Regions from separate parts of the Oryctolagus cuniculus genome. Here region 1 is linked to region 2. Evidence: chromatin contacts called from public Micro-C data. All regions are on one chromosome and are shown on one strand. The core of a region is the stretch at or near the end of the contact, and the rest is flanking DNA. Distances in the headings are between cores, read along the strand shown. Region 1 holds the start of MAN2A1 (mannosidase alpha class 2A member 1). Region 2 holds the start of PJA2 (praja ring finger ubiquitin ligase 2).

Region 1 (6,057 bases), core at 1,062-3,561, 320 kb after region 2:
GGGTAATGGTATTTTCTGTTGCAGGAATTCAGCCAGTGTCTAATAAAATGCAAAAGATACACATACATCCTTTTTGCCAATGTACACTCACTCCAGTAAATGGTCAACTTCTTGGGGGACACTTGGAGGGCTTTATCATAAGTACAGGGACAATGGTGCAAGGCTCATGGCATACAGATCCCCCTTCAACAGAAGTATTCTGGATGTGTCTCCACTGAGAGACTTTTTGCTCAAATCAGAATTTGGCTTCCTGAACTACAGCTTGCTATCAAGCAAAATTCTACTTGGGATTCCTCTGTCTTTTGTGTCCAGGGCATCTCAGTTGGCCAAGGTTGCTACTTTTGGCAGATATGTCTACCTCGTCCTTGGATGTTAAGGGCTGCCTGGCCTCTGCTCTGCGGGATCCTATCATCATTACAGAAATTAGGGAGCCCCTGTCCATCTCAGCATCTTCCACTGCGAGGACATCCACAGAGGAACTCACAGATGCAGGTGTTCCCTACTAGTGTGTATCTCAAACTTCACCGAAGAGAGTGTCTTGGGGGGGCGTCTGCATAGAACACGGTGGGGGTTGGATCTGCAAGTTGCTTATGCAAAGTCCAGTATAACATTTTCACTTCCCTAAACCGTTGGATCCCTGTTCTACATCATGTTGAGGAGGCCTTGGTATTTCAGTCTTGCAAACTGTAGGGCAACACTGAGACAGAGTTCCTACCAAGACACCAAGTAGGCTGTTAGAGCCAGCTACAGCTATGTGAGCTATCATATACAATTAACCCCGTAACCCTGGACCTGGCTCAGTCTAGTGCCATATTCCACCTTCCAGGGTCTAACACCCTTAGCATCCATCCTTATACATGGCTGGCTCCCAGTTGTGGTGTGTAAGCAAAGTCATCTCCCTTCATAGTGTACATCTATCTCCCGGGAGCACACTGAAACTTGACCCTACATATCATAGCAATAGAGGGCGCCTGCGGGTTAGCAGAACTGCACCTTATAGGCACTCAAAAGACTCCTTCCCACACCCTGGCCCTTCTGGGCAACTTTACAGCCCTAGGGGTCAAGTGCAGCGGGCACCTGCACCGCCGGGGCATTGCTTCATTCAGAAGGCACTCCATCCAGACCAGCCACAGGCGGTTGCCAGGTAGGTCCTGCATGCTGTGGATTGCTAACATTCCACTTCCTCTGGCCAGGAGCTCCAGGTCAAAGTCTCCACCAAACCGATCCCCAAACCCCACCTCTGTGGGGTATTTCTCTCGGGATTACTCCCCGAACCCGGAAGGTTTAATAAAAGGAATTAATCGGCGATTACAGCAAGGAGAGATTCAGTAGCACTATGAGAATTCTAGCGAGTACAGACCCAGCAGCTCCAAGGAGCTAACCTGAAAACTGATCCTTGGGACAGGACGGTGCCTAAAAGGTCTCCACACTCCATGCCGCCGCGTCCCCCAACATCTAGATCTTACTGGAAAATATCATGTAGTTTTCCTCACTGAATGGCAGAGAAGTCCCTGCACAGCCTAGTTGAGAATCTGCCCTCGAAAACGCCCCGAGTCCCTTCCAGGGTGCAGGCAAGCTGTTCTGAGGGCAGCGTCCCGCGCTTCTTCCCCCCGGCCCCCCGCCCCCCGCCCGCACCGCTCCCTGCGGGAGGCGGCGGCGACGGACGCCCGCGCTGCGGGGCTCTGCACCCGAGCAGGCCGAGGGCGCCGCGCGCTCCTGCTTCCCGCCGCGTCTCATCAGCGCCCTCTACCGACCCCGCCGCCATCCCAGGAAGGAAGGAAAACCTATGCTAGAGGCCCAGATCCATTGCCACAGCGCAGCAACTAAGGGTGACTCTGGAGCCGAGGGGCGACGCCATCGACCCTCGGCCCAGGCATCACTTCTCAGATTCCCCTCCTCTGTCTACACCCGCCGGGAGCGGCCTGTGGGAGGCTCCTCTCCCCCAGGTTTCACCGGGACGTCACAAAAGGCAAGGGAGGAAAAGAGGAATCCGGACAGAATTCGCAGCCCGCGTCTTCCGAGGCGCGCTCTACCCGGGTGCTCCGGGACAGCAGACGCGCGCCTCGGCACGGGGAAGCAACCTCGCCGCAACGCGCGCCGCCGGCCTCAACTGCTCAGCCGCCGCCGAGGTCTTCCTGCCGCCGGGCCGAGGGCGGGCGGACGCGGGGCGGGCCCGGCGGGCGGCGCGCCCTGATTGGGCGCTGGGGGGCCCGCCCCCTCATCCCGGCGCGTCGGGAGGGCGGGGCCGGCCGCCGCTCGCTCGGGGGCTGCGGGCGCCCGTTGACCCAGCGGCCGCCGCGCCGCCGCCGCCGTCTCCGGCTAGTGGCGGGCGCTGCTGAGGTGCCGGGTGGCGCCGGAGAAGCGGCGCTTCTCTTTGCAGCTGCAGCCGCCATCTCCGCGCTCGCGGGGCGGGAAGGAGGGAGGGGCTCGCAGCTGCAGCTGGAGCTGGAGCGGGCTCCTCTCCGGGGACGGTCCTCGCCTCAGGGCTCTCCTTTTCCTCCCGCCCGGCGCCGCTGCCGCCGCCGCCGCCGCCGCCCGCCCCCGGCGCCCTCCCTGAGGCGGCGCGGGAAGGTAGGGGCGGCGGGGGGCGCCCGAGGCCGGCGCGCGTTCGCGCTCCTAGGGAACTCCTGCCGGATCCGTGCGCCCGGGGTGGACGCCGGCCCGGCGGCGGCAGCGGCAGCGGCGGAGGCGGCAGGAAGAGGCTCGGCCACGAGCGGCGGGGGCGGTGCCGCGGGGGCGGACCCGGCTGTCCCGGCGCTAAGTTGTGGGGCCGGGCTCCTCCCCATCCAGTTCCTCTCCGCTCGGCTCCTCGCACCCAGCTCCGTTCCGCGGGCCCGGGGCCGCTCGCTCGGTGCCTGCTCTGGGTGGGGGGGACGCGCCTGCCCTCGTCGAGAAAACTTTTCCTGCCGACTCCGTCGGGGGGTGGCGGTGACAGGAAGTCGGGGGCAGCGACCTCTCCTCCGCGCGCCCCGCGCGCCCTGCCGGCTGTTGGCGCCGAGCTCGGATCAAGTTTGCGCCGGCCCCTTCCCGACTAAGGGCGAGTCCCGTCCGGAGAGCGACGCCCGGCCCCAGGAGGGCGGCGGGCCGGGGCCAAGGCTGAGGGCGCGCCGTGGCGCCGGGGACGGGGTGCGGAGTGGGGCCCGGACCCGCACCCGCGAGGGAGCCTCCGGTGGCCGCCTCCGGGTGAAGACGATAGCGTGGCCTGGGTTCTAGTGAGGAAAATGAAGTTAAGCCGCCAGTTCACCGTGTTCGGCAGCGCGATCTTCTGCGTGGTGATCTTCTCGCTCTACCTGATGCTGGACCGGGGTCACTTAGACTACCCCAGAAGCCCGCGGCGCGAGGGCTCCTTTCCCCAGGTAAGCGCGGGGGCCGGGCCGATCCCCGGGTCGGGAAGGGTCGGGGGTCCGCGGCGCTCGCCCTGCGGTGACGGCGATCCGGGGACCTCCGCTTCCCGGGCGCGCCTAGTTAACAAAAAGTGTCGCGCGCGGGAGAAGTGGCCGTGATCGCGCACACGCGCCCGGGCCGGGCGAGGTGGCCGCTGGCACCTGCCGGAGGGGCGCGGGTGGTCTCTAGTACGTGGCCCGTGGTCTGCCCGGAGTTCAGTCGCGCGCGTCTCATGGTGGAGACGGATCGAACGGACCCGGACTAGGCGGCTTTTTTTTTTTTTTTTTTTTTTTTTTGCCGTCTCCACGGTCTCCTACGACAGAAAAAAAAAAAAAGTTTATTTCGTGCCGCGGCTCTCTTCCATGTGGTTCTGTGCGGCTGACTTCAGTGTCTTCATTGTGGATGGGGAGCTGTTGCATCGGGTTCGTTCGGAGCAGACGTGGGGAGCCGAGCGGGTAAGCGCGTGTCATACTCGGGCCAGAAGCTGTGGGGCGCTCGGCCCTGCGCCCGCTGGTCAGATCGGCCGACGCGCGGAGAAAACGACCCGCCCGAAGTCTTATTTAAAGTGACTAAAAATAAGCATGACGGACGCGGTTCTCTTTGGAGGGTCCCCTTTCTCTTTGCTTGCCAATGACCTGTACGCTTCGGAATTGTTAGTGAAAGGAGGTGTTGTGCCGAGCGTGCTGTAACGAATGAACCCGCAGAACCTAGCCTCATCGCCTCCACGACTTCGGCGGCGTGGAGAAACCTAGGATGTCGCTGTTGGAATTTTGTTTTTGCCGTTGCTTCTGTCTGGTATGCTAAGATAAATGGCTTTTGTTGAGTTGAAATTAAAGGGCAAACTTTACTTGAATTACTGTGCCGTGCAGAAAGACCCCCCTTATGGATGTTGTCATCAGTACAGAGCCCTGCAAGCATTTTGCAGGTGCGCGGGATTAAACGTCTTGTTGCAGACAGGCGTATCAAAATTTCTCAAAGCTTGTGCTTCCCTTGGGTTATGTGTAGAGGAGATGCAGAATAAGCCCCATGGGCTGGCTCTAAATCTTGAGCTTAGAGTTTGTCCAGTGCTTGTTGACGAGGTTGGAGAAAAGGTCAGCGTGCCCTGTTCTAAGCTTTGTTTCTATTTCTCTTGTACACTTTGGATGTTAAACTTACTATGATTTTTTGTCACCCAGTACCCCATTTTCAAAAGTTTCTTCATTACAGAAAAACAAACAAAAAAACCCCCTAAGCATGGGAATGCTTTACTTGAAGTGTTGTCTTGAGCAGTGTCCTTTGGGTCTAGCTTGGTGACCACTAGAACGTGATTTATGCAAACATCTGTACCAGCTACTCTGGCAACCTTGACATTGTACTGTTTCGAAAGAAGTGAGTGACTCATTCAGTTACTGGGAAAGCTTAGGCCAAGTTAATTGCAGTATCTTACTATCCATCTCTGGCACTCATTGAGGGGCTGACATTCTGCTTAAAGTGTAAAGGATTTGTTGAAAGTGACAGAAACTGGAAGAGAGAGCAGCCCGTGTGTGTGCGTGTGTGTGTGTGTGTGCTGTTCCTTGTCTAAGGGAGAAGGTTTGGGAGATGGGCTTCTCTCGGCTTTTCTAAACTGGATTTTCACCGCAAGAGGAAGGTATCCTTTACTGGGTTAGTGTTTGGTTCCAGAGTTTATTTTGGGGCAAAAATTATCGAAACCCATGCATGGTTTTTTATAATACACATTTTTCCACATCCATGAACTTTAAAAAAAATTATTTTAGAGATGGGGTCGAGGTGAGGGGGATAGGGATAGAGACAGAGAGAGGAGAGGGCAAGAGTTCCTACCCACTGGTTCGCTCCCCAGGAGCTGGCCGTGGCAGGCCAGGGTAGGGCTGGGACCAGCGCCAGAAGCCAGGTCTCCCATGTGGTTACTGGAACCATCACTGCTGCGTCCCAGGATCTGGGTTGGTGGGAAGCTGGAGTCAGGAGCCAGAGCCAGGAATCCAACCCAGGCACTCTGGTGTGGGATGTGAGGGTCTTAACTTCCGGGCTGCAAGCCCTTCGCTCCTTTCCATGAGCTCTCTTGTGAACATGGATTTCAAAGCTGTTAATCTTTTCCAGTTTCCATGAACTTTTTGTAAGACCCGTGTATGTCCTTTTAGACATCTAGTAGAATGATTTCTCTAGAAAGGTGTGGACTTTCTCTGAACTGGACACATTGTAGTGTCCTTTGGGTGCTACAGGACCTTCAGAAACCGATAAGATCCGTGTGGTAAGTAGGATGCTTTTAAAGACCATCCTACAGGGAGAACAATATGTGTTCTGTTTTTGGGCTTTTGTTATTCTCCCCCTCTTCTGGTGACTGTGTTTCCTACCTCTTGGCCGCTCTGGCGCAGGAGATGTCTGGCTCGGGGTGCTCCTTTCTCTCATCCCAGAGCAGCTTTCCTTTCCACCTTTGTGAATATCCTCTGGTCACAGAGCTTTCCCACCCTGTGTTTCTGGGAGGAATTCCTGAGAGGGTAGAGACAGCAGGTGGCTTGGTCTGTTTTAGCTGCTGTGTATATTTCAGGGTTAATAAATCCCAGCTGAAAAATGGATGAATTTGCACTGTGAGTGAGAGGCTGGCTGGGGGGCTTACTGTCCTTGGAATGGCTTTCTGATAACTTGTAAGAGTGTGTGACTTTGGAAAGGAGAAACATC
Region 2 (6,060 bases), core at 969-3,468:
CCCTAAGAATATGAAGGAACACGTGGATAAAATGGAGAGAACACCTCTTCCAAGGGGACAGACTCATACTGTAAAGGTCAGCTCTCTCTAAATTAATCTAAAAGTTCAATACAACATCATACAATATAGCCCAGGATACTTTTTACTTGAGTCTGAAGTTTGTCTAGTAGGAGAAAAAGCTTAAGCAGAAAATATTTTCAAAAGATGACAGATAAATGGTTATCAAAAATTTAAATATGCCCACCCTTTAATTAAGTAATTCCGTTCCTAGGAATCCATGCTCCAGAAATCAGCTCACACAGGAAGTTTGCTGACTTGTTCTCAGGGACTACTCTTAGGATGCCAGGTAGGACAAGAAGTGGGAGGTGTGCTTCTTACCTTCCAGGCCTCCACACTTGAAAATTTGTAAATCAAGGCTCTAAGGGAGGTCATTAAACATCAAGCAATAAATCAGAAAGTGGACTTCATTATAAGCCATTATTTGTGACTGAAAAAGGAAACTGCAATTAACTTAAACGTCTTCCAATAAGAAGCTGGCTGCTTGAGTAACAGCCCATTGGCTGATGAACTACCACTTCCTCTCCAAGCCTTTAGGAGAGAGCCACACACGACCAGGAAACTCTCGGCCAAGATGTACAATCAGGTGAAAAAAACGACTGATGGACAAAAGTGCTGGATATACTCCCACTTCAAGAAAAAAGGCCAACGCACTGTGCATGTCTGATGTCCACGTGTTTCAAAGTGCATTTGTAAAAGAAATTTTGAAAGATTAACAGTAAACTGTTAAGTCCAGTTACTGGAGTGAGACTGGGGGAGGAGAAGAATTTTTCACATTTCACCTAAGAGTCCTTTATTTACATCTCAGACTGTACACCAAGCTTGCACATCTGTAATTAACAACAGAAATGAAGTGGTTATTTCACAATTGAAAACCAATTCCAGACAAACGACAAAAGTCGAAAAAAAGTTGAGACCTTTATTTCTGTTATCTTAGCTTTTATTTACATACTCTTCAGCTGATCTGCAGCCTTTAGCAAAGGTGACTGCCATTTTAAAGAAGCGGGACCAAACATTTCATGATAAAAATAACAGAATGGAGTGAACCTTTTTTTTTTTTTTTTTTTAAGAAAAACGTCAACTTCGCAGAACCAGCGGACTCAGAGCAGTGCCTATGCAGATGTAATTTTTCTGTTACGTCTAAGCCAGGGAAACCTCCCCGATTATTCTTGCACCCTGCAAAAACACTATCGGACCGCCTCCCCCTCTCTTCGACTGGGTCTGAGCGGCTTTAAACTCACCATTTTGGAAGTGCGCAAAATGATTAACTAGCAGTCGTCCCGGGGAGGCCAGCACCGGCGGTGCGGCGGCCCGCCGGAGGCGCGCTCCCGGGCAGCGGCGCCCAGGCAAGGGGCTCCCGGGACCGGGGGACCCCGACGGCTACGCTGCCCACGGCGTGTCTGCGCCCGGGGCCTCCGTGACCGTCGGGAAGCACGCACACGCAGCCGGCCGGCAACGGCCACGGCAGGTTTCGGGGGGAGGGGGCCGCAGGCCTGCGGCGTCAGGGGCCCGGCTCGCCCGGTGGGCACCGCAGGCGGGTGGGAGGCGTTGGCGGGCGGCGCACTCGCCCGGCCGCGAGCGTGGGGACAAGGGCGGCGGGGTCCTTGGCCGGGGCACCAAGGACAGCAGACGAGGCCCGAGGAAGAGCGGCCGGCGGAGACCCCACCACCACCACCACCACCACCACCACCACCACGCCGAGGGCTGCCATCCGTCGGGGACGCGGCGTCCGCGGGGCCCCCGGCCCGGCGCGGACAGGGCCCAGGAGGCGAGGAAGGCCTCTTCCCAGCCATCAACCCCACCCACCATGGCCGGCGCTGCGGGCCGGGGACAGGCCCCGCTCCTGCTCCAGAGAGGCAAGAACGGCAGATGAAGGCAGCCATTTCCTCGCCCCGACCCCCACACTGCTGACATCCGAACAAGCCCGATTTTAAAAAGAAAAAAAAAAAAAAAAAAAAAAAGAGGAGAGGAGAAAAAAAAAAAAGCCCCTCACCGAAATGTGCAGCGGCTCCGGAGCGAGAACAGCGCTCGATCCTCCACCCGCCACCACCGCCTTCTTCTCCGCCTCCGACTCCTCCCCCGCCGAACGCGCAGCAGCAGGCGGCTGCGGCGGCGGCACGGCGGCGGCGGCGGCGGCGGCGGCGCGGCGGCGGTAGCGGCGGCGGCGGAAGCAGAGGTGGCGGCGGCGCGTCCCGCCCCTTGCGCGGCGGCGGACACGGTGGGGAGGAGGAGGAGGCGGAGCACGGCGCGCGGACCCCGCCCCCGAGCTCTAGCCGGCCAATAGGAATCAGGAGCCTCTGCCGGGGGCTGAACGCGCACGCCCAATGGGAGCCTGAGGAGTGGGCTCGCGTCAATGGTTGGGACGTGGCAGAAAAAGGGAAAAATACTCGCACTGTCTTCAGCGTCTTGTTTTTCGTGGGGGGGGGGCCCTCGCCGATTGGTCGAGGAGCGGGAAGACGGCGCCCGACTCCGCCTCCTTGCCCCGCAGCACTGCGACGTTTGGGCAGGGGGCGGTGCTGAAGCGGCACAGCCTTTTGTGGTGCGGGCTGGGAGAGGGCGGGTCTCCGGGAAAGCTCAGGGGGGTGTGGAGGGCAGGGCTGGCGCAGTGAGGACTTTATCACGAATTCCGGGAGCGGCCGCCAAGATGGAGCCGTCGGGTCGGTCCTGATTCGACTGGGAACCTGGCGGAAGTTCAGGCCCTGCCCCTGCTGGGGGAGACCCGCCTGGTCCCTGCTAAGCCGTGGCCGCAGTGCCCGCGGTAGTCCCCGGACGCCTGGCTTCGCTTAGACCTGGGTAACTGGCTACGCCCGCGATGCCGAGCGCCGCTTCGTCCCGCACTCGGCCACGCGTCGCCGCCCTGAAACGCACCTGCGCGTCCGCTCCCCCTGCCCCTGGCCGCGGCGCTCGGGATGGGTCGATCGCTTCCCTACGCCCCGCGCCTCCAGCCCTGTGACAGCCCCTGTTAGGGACCTGACGCTAGTTTGTTGATGGAAACAAATCATCCGTAATTTACTGTAGAAAGTTGGTTTTGTGGGAACTTGCTGCGTGTTTTGTGGCAGCAAGTCTGATTCCCAGCGCAGCCGTTGGAGTACCTGTGAGTATCTTTGCAAGAACCCGTTCCCCACTTGGTACTTAACTCTGCCTTCGCACGTGCTGCTCTGTGAGCTTGGAGTCTTTTTCTACCCAGCTCCTTCACAACTTGAGAAAGAATTCATGTTGTCATTGTATTTCCTAATTTCCCGGTGGGATCTTGGATTGCTTGAAAACACTAGTTTCCTTGGGTGGGCGGGGTTTCTGAGATTTCCACTTTTATTTATTATTTTCTTTAAATAAATGTATTTTTAAAGAAAAGTTTGCTTGTTTTATTTATGTGAAAGGCTGAGCTACAGAGAGAGGGGGAAGAGAGAGTGAGCTTCCATTTGCTTGGTTTACTCTGCAAACGCCCTTCACAGCCAGGTCTGGGTCAGAGGGAAGCCAGGAGCCAGGAGCTCCATCCACCGCCTCCTTCCCAGGAGCGTTAGCAGGGAACTGGATGAGAAGCGCAGCAGCTGAGGCTCACAGTGATAGGTGGGAAGTCAGAAATTAGCTTCTGTGTGTGTGAGAGGGGCTGTAGGAAAACAACGCATCTGCAGAAGCTCCCCTTGGAAGCAGCCCTGTATCTAACACTACAAAGTCCTGTCCTGACCCTGATCACTTTCCGGGTGGTCTCAGCATCCCCCCCGCCCTCCCCCGCCCAAGGAAAGCTGCCCAGGAGAATCCTCTGGCTTCAGCACCAAATGGCTTACCTGGCCTGATAACGTGGAGCAATAAAACTTTTACATCCTTCCTCCAAGGCAGACACCCTAGGGGAGGCGCCTCTGTCCCCAGACAGGTGGGCTTCCCAGACTGAGAGCCCTGGGAAACCTGGGGTAGCATAGTGAAACCTTGGGAGGAATCTCACCTGATTCACCCTCACCAAACCCTTTGTCCTGGAGGAGGAAGGGGAGAGGAAGGAGAACTGCAAGAAGGACTGGACCCCTTTCCCTAACGAGCCCCAGTCAACACTGACTGCACTCCCTCCCTCTCTCAGCTCTGCTGTGCTGCCCACCTGGCCTGCCAGGTGTGTGCTCTCCATTGAGCCATGTGGCCTTGCTTTCCCCAGTCTAAATGACTGGGCACTCTCTCGGGTTCTGTCCCATCTATTTTGATGGATGCCCTACCCCATTAAACCTTGCTTCCTTGCGTACCACTGCTCTCTGTCCCCCGTCTGAATTTCTACCCCACCCATCTCCTGCTAACAAAACCAGCACTCTGATCTGGGATGCCCATGTTGCAAGCTTCACCTGCTCCATCACAACAATGGCTCTCCTTCATTTTCTTTATGAAACTGCTAAAGAACTGAAATTAGCATCACCTGTCCTGCACTGAAAGTCACTAAGAAAAGTGAACATAAAACAGTCTTTTTAATACTAGCTAGAAAGTACTGTCCACTAAGGCTCTGAGCCTCAAATCCACTCTCTGTTGAGCGGGGAGGTTACCAAGCATTATACACATATTAGAGACACAGCACTCAAATGACACTTTTTATCACGATGTAATCAAAGGCTAGAAAAAATAGAGCCAAAAATAGCAATTACTTTCTCACTATATGAGTCACAGTTTTTAATTTACCTCTGTGTCCCAGCTACAGTCATCCAAAGACATCATAAATGAGCTATGTTATTCTTTGAGAAACACTGGTGTGCAGGTTTAAAACATGTACAAATCAAAGAGCATATTCTTATACTAGCTCCTGCTTGTATTACTATGTGCTTCTGTGCAAGCTCCATTCCTTTCTGGCTTTGATTTCCAATTTTCATGTGGGAAAGTAATCATACATACTTATTGGTTGTTGGGGGGGTATTAAGTAACCTAATCAATACTATGCATAGCACACCTAGAATGACATACTAAATACATATTAGCTCATATATTATTATATAGAAATGTGGGTAATATGTATTGTTAGCTTATATATTTTTTGTTATCCATCCCAGAGTTTAGAGCTACTCCCTAAAGCAATGGGTTGAAGGAACCACATGGTGTAATGCAGCAATTCTTACAGAATGATCCCCAGGCAGGGCTGTATTATGGTATAGAGAGTTAAGCCACCACCACCTACATCCCATATCAGGCGCCAATTCAAGTTCCGGCTGCTCTGCTTCTGATCCAGCTCCCTGCTGATATGCCTGGGGAAGCAGCAGAAGGGGTCCAAGTACTTGGGCCCGTGCTGGAATGGAGTTGCTGGCTCCTGGTATTGGTTGGCCCAGCCCCAGCCAATGTGACCATTTGGGGAGTGAATCAGTAGATGGAAGATTGCTCTCTCTCCCTACTTCCCTCCCTCCCTCTCTCCCTGTAATTATCTTTCAAATAAATAAATAAATCTTTGAAAATGCAAATTCTCAGATTCCACCTGAGACCTGAATCAGAAACTGCAGGTGCAGAGTCCAGCTATATTTTAAGAAGGCCTCCAAGTAATTCTGATGTATGTAATGTTTGATGACCAGGATATAAATAAAAGGAGCACTGGTCAAGAAGTAAAAGGACTTGTGTTCTAATCACTGCCTTAGAGTGATGTCAGCAAAAAAGGAGAGGTAACAGATCTCAGAAAATGTTCCTTTCCATAAAAGTAAAGAGAACACAGGCAAAATTGCCAGGATCAACTTTTTCAGGACTCTGAAAATGAGCCAGGGTCTTGCAGCAATCCAGGGCGCAAATTTATTCAAGAAAAATGGCTGCATCTCCGTAAGAATAGCAAGCTCTAGGGCATTTTAACTTGCCCTGTTCCAAACCCTCTTTTCTCGCAAAGTTTCTTGGAGGCTTGCTGTGTTTTGTATGAATCCTTTAGGAGTCAGATAGGGCTCAGAGGAATTTGTATACAGGTTCTGAGACTCCTTCTTTGTAGTCCTCTCTTCTTGGGGATTCTGACCATTTTGGCAATGCTGCACTTTGACCTCTGTCTCCTTGACTTCCTGGATGCCTTTT

What was found. A called contact is a pair of places that touch in the nucleus more often than the background predicts.
Region 1: a Micro-C map of ear pinna shows a contact between it and region 2, with 8 times the contacts expected there. The contact joins the promoter of MAN2A1 here to the promoter of PJA2 in region 2. A contact is called at or near these places in 3 of 6 Hi-C or Micro-C datasets (ear pinna, psoas muscle and an unstated tissue).

What each region holds. Positions count from the first base shown.
Region 1 is chr14:32,362,677-32,368,733 of mOryCun1.1, forward strand. It overlaps MAN2A1 (mannosidase alpha class 2A member 1), which reads left to right and starts at 2,312. Exons shown (of 22, transcript XM_051853587.2): 1 at 2,312-3,356. The coding sequence starts at 3,222.
Region 2 is chr14:32,044,040-32,050,099 of mOryCun1.1, forward strand. It overlaps PJA2 (praja ring finger ubiquitin ligase 2), which reads right to left and starts at 2,219. Exons shown (of 10, transcript XM_002713961.5): 1 at 2,051-2,219.